Regions from separate parts of the Muntiacus reevesi genome. Here region 1 is linked to region 2. A link is a contact called in public Hi-C data. All regions are on one chromosome and are shown on one strand. The core of a region is the stretch at or near the end of the contact, and the rest is flanking DNA. Distances in the headings are between cores, read along the strand shown.

Region 1 (3,571 bases), core at 756-3,255, 140 kb after region 2:
GAGGAAATAAAATGGCTTGGTGTGAGAAGCTAGGAAAATACACAGTACACTGGGATGATGCAGCCATGCTCTAGATACAGCTTGCAGCTAACGCTTACTTTCCACCCTTGTGATTCAAACAGAGAATTAAGAATACACATGTATCTATCTCACTTAGCATAACCAGGACCTTCACTCCATTCTGTTCAACATAATGTATTTACTGCAAAAGGAAGTACACTGCTGTCAGAGAAAAACAGTACTGTATGATAATGTGCAAATTATTTGACCCTGTTACGTTTCAGTTTCCTTTCTATAAAGCAGGGATAATAACAGCTGTCCTAACTCACAGGCTCAGCTGAAAGGATCAAATAAGATCCTGAATGTGAAACTACTTGCAAACTGCTGAACTATTACTGCTATCTAAGTTGCTCCTTTTTTGAACTTATGAACTTTCCTCTACCTCCCAGTTTAATTTTAGGCTTAGTTAGAATATCCAGATAGAGAAAATCTACGTTAATAGGATTCTGGAGAGGGCGGTAGATAAAGAATGGAAAACACTGATTAGGACGACGGGCCAGAACACAGGAAGTTAGCCCCAGAATGAAAGTCTTGATTCAAAATCAGGACAGTTTGGGCTTACCCTTTGCAGACACTGGCCAGTTCCCCCAACACACGCTAACACCAAGCTGTACTGTGCTACTTTTAGGGGAATCACTGGGGACAAGTTGAGTCTGGAGGTTCGCAAAAGGGAGGGACCTTCTAATCCTGATTATCAGCCAGTTCCCCGATCCCTTAAAAAAAAAAAAAAAAAAAAAATTCCTCCTACTCTTTGTGCCTGGCCTAGTTAAAACCATTCCCGGTAAGAAAATGGCTGTCAAAGATTTCTTTTTATGCCGGGAGAGTCTCGAACCTATGCGAAACCTGTGGCATACCTACTCCCTCCGCCACCACGAACTATTTTGATCGGAAAGGTTCAGAATAAAACAACAACAACAACAAAAAAAAAACAGATTAGTTTAGTTTCTCCCAAGACTCATTCACAGGCCTCACCCTCCAAGCTTCAGCTCTCTCATCTGTAAAATGAAGAATGACCGCGCCTGTCAACTCCATCCCACTGCTGCCGAAAGGATGAATGAGACAGTGCCTGAAGGCGCCAGGAGGGCTGTCTGATAAACACCAAGTCCATCACTGTTTATAAAGTATTAGGATGAGTCCTGTTATGCCCTCCCGCCTCAAGGAAATCGCCGGATTAGAACTGACACCCCCAGTCACTGAAAAAAGCAACGCTGAAGCGGGCGGGGCGTTTCCACACTAAATCTATTTCGAGGTGAGAGGAAGGAGGCGACCCTGCGCCCCGAGAAGTGGAGGCGGGGCGGGGGGGGGGGGGGAGGATGAATGGAGGGGCTGCCAAGTGCCTACCTGTTGTTCCGGATGCTGACTAGCACGCACAGGACCAGCTCTAAGTAGGTGCGCAGCACTTCCAGCCAACGGGTTGAGAGCTGCAGGGCTTCGACTTCTTCCCCGCCAGTCCCGGCGTCGGCGCTGCCTCCATCGCCCGGGCCGCCGCCGCCGCTCAGGTAGTTCTCCGCGGCGAATTCAACACGCAGCTCTCGCACGAACCAGCCGCACTTGCGCATGAGGAATTCGAGCCGTGGCTGCTCCGCGGGCGAGACGCGGAGGCAGATGCGGAGCTGGGGCCAGAGAGCCGGATAGAAGAGGCACTCGCGCCAGTGCGAGCAGGAGGCCGAGGCCCGGAGCCGGTCGGACGCGGACAGGAAGGAGAAGATGTGCACGATCAGCTCGCTGGGCAGCGACGCGGCGCCTGCCGCCTGCCCGCACAGAGCCATCCGGCCCCGCCGCCGGCTGCCGATCCCCGGTCGCCCCCGCAGTCCCCGGAGCAGCCCCCGCAGCCGTCGCAGCTGCTGCAGCCGCAGCCGCCGCCACCGCGCCACCCGGGCGGCCCCGGCTCGGGTTCGGGCTCCCGGTGGTCGGGGCTGCGGCACTGACAAGAACAACAACATCAATGACAAGGAAGAAGGGGGCGGAACCGTCGTGGGTCTCGGCGGAACCAAGTGCGGCACCAGTTGCGGAGAGGGGGAAAGGCCTCTGCGGGGGTGGCCTCCAGATAGCCAGCCTCTGGCCTCTCAAACTTTACTCACGCGCGTCCGAGGCCTGCGCTCTCCGCAACTTCAAAACCCTCGCTTGTACTGGTTAGGAGCCCGGAAGCGGCAGGATTTATTTTAAGGAACCGGGAGCCCTCCCCGCGCCTGGAGGCGGAGGCAGACCAGTGGTAGGAGCTGAGTTTGACGTCACCGGTGGTGGGAGGAGCCTGGGCGTGACTGGGCGCGACTTCCGGAAGAAGGGAGCGCCCGCTTGCCGGTAGGGAAGAGAGACGAGGCACGTGATTCCTGACGCACTTAGGCCGATGGGGCGGGGCGGGAAGCGCTGGTGGTGCCGGCAAATGGGCGCCCTCTCCCGTCCCTCAGAGACCACTCAGTTCAGTCAAGTCTGTACGTCGGTTAACTTGGACGCTCAGGAGGTCGAAGTAGCGTTAACTCGCGTTGGTGCGAGAGGTCCTGACGCTTTTCGTTACACGCTTCTCTGTTTCTGGGCTGAGGGCTCAGAGCCAGAGTGCTGGCTTGTGTCTTTCCTAGCCGTCCCGCCTGCCCCGAGTGTTGTGGAGAGTTTCTGAGAGAGAGCCCCTGAGAAGGGGAGCGGGCGCTTTCGCGGGCTCACTCGGAGGGGCTGGGTTAGGGAGAGGAGCCGCGCGGGCCGGGGCGGCGGAGAGGCCGGACCGAGGTGGTCAGTGGACGGCGCCACCCCTCGGTCGGACCTCGAAGTGGACCTGCGCGCACACCTGGTGTGTGGGGAAGGAATGAGGACAGCGCCACCCTTCGGATTTAGAGGGAGAGGAGAAAACAAGGCAAATGAGTTAGATCTGCGGGTTGATAATCGGCGTCTTCCCTGGCGTTCCCTGTTTTGAGGCCCTAGAAGTAAAGAAGCTGGTGGTTACGGTAAAGGTTTTCTTTAGCTTGTCTCCCCTCGCTTTGAGAGAGGGATTTTCGAAAGAGTTTCCGTTAACTTCACCACATCTTGGAAAGTAGTAAACTGGTTGTACCGGGCAGTGAAGTCAGAAGGGAATAGTTAATTTTATGTAACAATTGAGGATTGCATTAGTGAGGCTGCCGCTTCAGAGCCTTAGCTGTGATCTCGAAACAGCGTGGTTTTCTTGTAATTAACTTCACGAAACTGTTCTACAGGATATTTTTAGCTCTTTGAGGGCAAAATTCCCCATTCGTGATGCTTTGATGCCTTTTGGTGTCTTGTCTGTGATACTGAGTTGTTACCTCTGAGTTATCTGTCTTCCTTTCCGTCGCTGTAAAAACAACGACAAAACAACAACAACAAAAAATGCTTTCCTTCGTGGTAGATCACATCTCTGAACCTCTTGTCTGCAAGAGATTTTTCTATGTAATTCTTCTTATAATAATTTTATGAATGAATTAATGGGCAGTAATGGAAACAGCAATGAATTAGGAAGTTGAGACTTGGATTTAAATTTTTTATTTTTTAAATTCATTGAAATATT
Region 2 (3,402 bases), core at 311-2,810:
CCTGAGCCCCCTGCAGTGGAAGTTTAGGAGTCTTAACCACTGCACCACCAAAGAAGTCCCAGAATCATTTAATTATTTATCAAGATTCATCCTTCTTGGCTTCCAGGTGGTGCTAGTGGTAAAGAAACTGCCTGCCAATGCAGGAGATCCCTGGACAGGAAGACTCCCTGGAGGAGGGAACGGCAATTCACTCCAGTATTCTTGCCTGGAGATTCCCATGGACAGAGGGGCCTGGGGCTATAGGCCATAGCGTTGCAAAGGCACCACTGAGCACACACGCATCCTTCTTACCCAGCTTTACATTTTCTTTTTTTGTATAGCACTTAACCCATTTCTACCACGTTTTATAATTTACTTATGCTTTTATCTGTCTCCTCATTCGTCCCATTGCCAAGCTCCTTGTGGGCAGATATCTGCATTGTACAGTGACTATCCAAGTGCACATAGTAGGCATTTCATAAATATCTGTTAAATGCGTAAAGTACAGGAAGCCTCTTTGTTCCCTGAGAACCCTACAAACTTCGTGGAAGCAGGAACCACAGCTATCTTGTTCCAGGATTTTTCCAGAGTCCAGATTAACAGATCAAGAACTTTTAAGGATTGTTGGATGAATTTAATGGTAACTCGGATTAAATACTGCTGGCCTGCTAAGCTTAGTGCACGATGCCTAGCTAACGAGTGAAGGATGAGGACATAAAGATTATCCATAACATTGTTCTTCAGAACCCATTTTAAACCAACCAGCTGCAACCTAGGTGTAGAGGCTAATACCCGTTATCGTCGCTTTCTTCTTCTTCTTTTTTTTTTAGTATAACCCTGCACATGATCTGATCATTTTTTTGTAGTACAATCTGGCACTGGTCTGATCATAGGATGATTCCGGACCGGCGTGACCTAGGACAGTCACATTATCTCCAGACTCAATTTCCTTATCAGTAGTAACAAGCCTGAGTAACAAGTTTATTCAAGTCTTTGGCTTGTGGGGGATAATGCACGTAAAGTGTTTCACAGAGTATAAAATAATTGTTAGCTATTAGGAGGAATGACTTTTCCTCTTCACTCGCTTACCTCCGCTCTTCTAAGGTTTAACCGCATCAAGAGAAGTCTGCGGCCCGCCCACCGCCTCTCTGGGCATGCGCACCAACGGAATGGCCGCACCCTGTCCTAATCAAATCACTTACCGGGGGAAGACGGGGAAATAGACTCGTCTGAACCCTACTCTGAGGGGATCAGGTGGTAAAACGATAAGAGGCACGTCATCTACAGGTTAAAAGGACCAGGAAGACCCCGCTCTCCTCACCAGAAGAGGTGGGCCGCGAACCCACGTCTCCGAGGACCCAAGTAGTCTCAAACCCGCCCCGGCTCTGCGCTAGAAGCGGAGCCCAACCACCCGCAGCTAATTGGGGAGGGAGGGGACCCCTGCCTGACTTTTCATTGGCCCAGAGTCACAAAGGCCGGCAGTTTCTCCCCCTTCCGGTTGCTGAGTGGTTGAGGCCGAAATACAACTCCTTTTGCCATTGGCTGAGCCCAGCTGTCAGTCCTCTGGCGTCTTGCGGCGCGACACAGGCAGGCGCGGCCTATAGAGCAGTCTCGAAGCCTGCTGCAGGGAGAAGATGGCGGTCGCAGTGAGAACTTTGCAGGAGCAGCTAGAAAAGGCCAAAGAGAGCCTAAAGAATGTGGATGAGAATATTCGCAAGCTCACCGGGCGGGATCCGAATGACGTGAGGTAAGGAGTGGATGGGGTTCTGGCTCCCAGAGGCGGCCGTGAAGCCGGGGTGAATTGGGGGCGGGGAGGGCGGTCAGCCCTGAGAAGACTGGAACATCGAGGCCTGTTCCCGGGCAGCCGTGGGACCCTGTTTTCTGTGAGGTGGGAATTTCCAAGGCCTTCAGCGTTAAGTCCTGGGTCTTGGGTGCGTGAGGAAACAGAGCGGAGCCTGGGTGCGCCGGGATGGCCTCCAGTCCTGTGGGAAGGCCGGGACTGCCGATTCCCGCCCTCGGCTCCGCAGGCCCGGAACTGCAGCACAAAGCCTTCCTCCTTCCCGGGCTACCCGATTCAGGGTTGGCCCTGGGACCCTCCGGGGACGCGGCCCGCCGCCTCACCCTCCGGCTCTTGCCCACGTGCAACTTTCTTTGGGTTGGTGAAATTTGAACCTGACTCAGGTCTGTTAACGTGTAGTGGTGTTGAGAGAAATACATTTCTGTGAAACTGGTCTTGGGAAAACAAGGCAGTTAGTAAAGTACCACTTGCCGTGTTTCAAACACGTGGATTTGAAACCTTCTTATTAGAACTTCTCTGTTTATTTTCTTTTGATGGTGAACCGCACCCGTTGAAGTGTTTGGTGCTGTTAGAAACGATTGTTGCACTGATTTGTGAATATTTTGTAGGCCCATCCAAGCCAGATTGCTCGCCCTTTCTGGTCCTGGTGGAGGTAGAGGACGTGGTAGTTTATTGCTGAGGTAAGATTTCCTTAAAATTTAATACATTGGTACTGTACTAAATTAATGAATCGGTTTAAACAAATTGTGTGCTAGAGTTAGTGTTAAGAAAAGTTTGGTTTGTTTGAAGCTGTGATTAGCTGTAGTTTTCTGTATAGTTAATTTCATTTACATTTACAGCTAGAGATTGAAGAATATAGTAAGTATATCAGTTATGTGCAAACTTAATTTATTCTCATAGAGCTAAGAGAAATGCTATAAAAACATCCATCTTGAAGTAAATGTCCATTTGAGGTTACTTTATTTGGAAGAGGAGTTTTTAATAATTGCAACTAAATTATCTTCTTAAGTAGAAATAACCATTTTTCTTAATTTTCATGCGCTTTATGTTGGACATTTTTATTGCAGGCGTGGATTCTCAGATAGTGGAGGAGGACCCCCAGCCAAACAGAGAGACCTTGAAGGGGCAGTCAGTAGGTATGTTGGAGGACAAAATTCTGGAAGCATACTTTATTTTATGAGGTAGAATATAAGTATTTAATATTGTTGGATTGAGTTGTATTAGAATTGAGTAGTATATCACTTACTCTGAGTCTTTCACTTGGTATTTGACTGAACTGAGACAGCCAGTATCCCTGAAAACTCAGTTCTTCATGGCAGTAACAGAAATCTTAGCACATGGAGAAGGAAATGGCAACCCACTCCAGTATTCTTGCCTGGAAAAGTCCATGGACAGAGGAACCTGGCAGGCTGCAGTCCATGGGGTTACATGACTGAGCACGCATGCAGGATAGATATTGGAGGGAGATGGGTTGGTAGCAGTAAACTGATAGAACTAAAAAAAAAATGAAAGCACAGTAAAGGTCAGGAGAAAAATAAGATTGAGGAAATAGTCAGTTTGTGTTACTTTCCTTTCCTGTCTTACACTACAAAAGCTTAACTGGGTTGAGAGCTATAGGAGATCAA

Evidence for each region. A called contact is a pair of places that touch in the nucleus more often than the background predicts.
Region 1: a contact with region 2 is called in a Hi-C map of blood, with 5 times the contacts expected there. The contact joins the promoter of LOC136146974 here to the promoter of PNN in region 2. A contact is called at or near these places in 2 of 3 Hi-C or Micro-C datasets (blood and muscle).

The regions. Positions count from the first base shown.
Region 1 is chr15:46,489,139-46,492,709 of mMunRee1.1, forward strand. It overlaps LOC136146974, which reads left to right and starts at 2,006. Exons shown (of 6, transcript XM_065906067.1): 1 at 2,006-2,192; 2 at 2,404-2,492. The coding sequence starts at 2,006. FBXO33 (F-box protein 33) reads right to left here and starts at 2,205. Exons shown (of 4, transcript XM_065906548.1): 1 at 1,402-2,205. The coding sequence starts at 2,003.
Region 2 is chr15:46,345,175-46,348,576 of mMunRee1.1, forward strand. It overlaps PNN (pinin, desmosome associated protein), which reads left to right and starts at 1,561. Exons shown (of 9, transcript XM_065906317.1): 1 at 1,561-1,726; 2 at 2,386-2,457; 3 at 2,845-2,913. The coding sequence starts at 1,614. It overlaps TRAPPC6B (trafficking protein particle complex subunit 6B), which reads right to left and starts at 1,103. Exons shown (of 6, transcript XM_065906513.1): 1 at 1,069-1,103. The coding sequence starts at 1,095.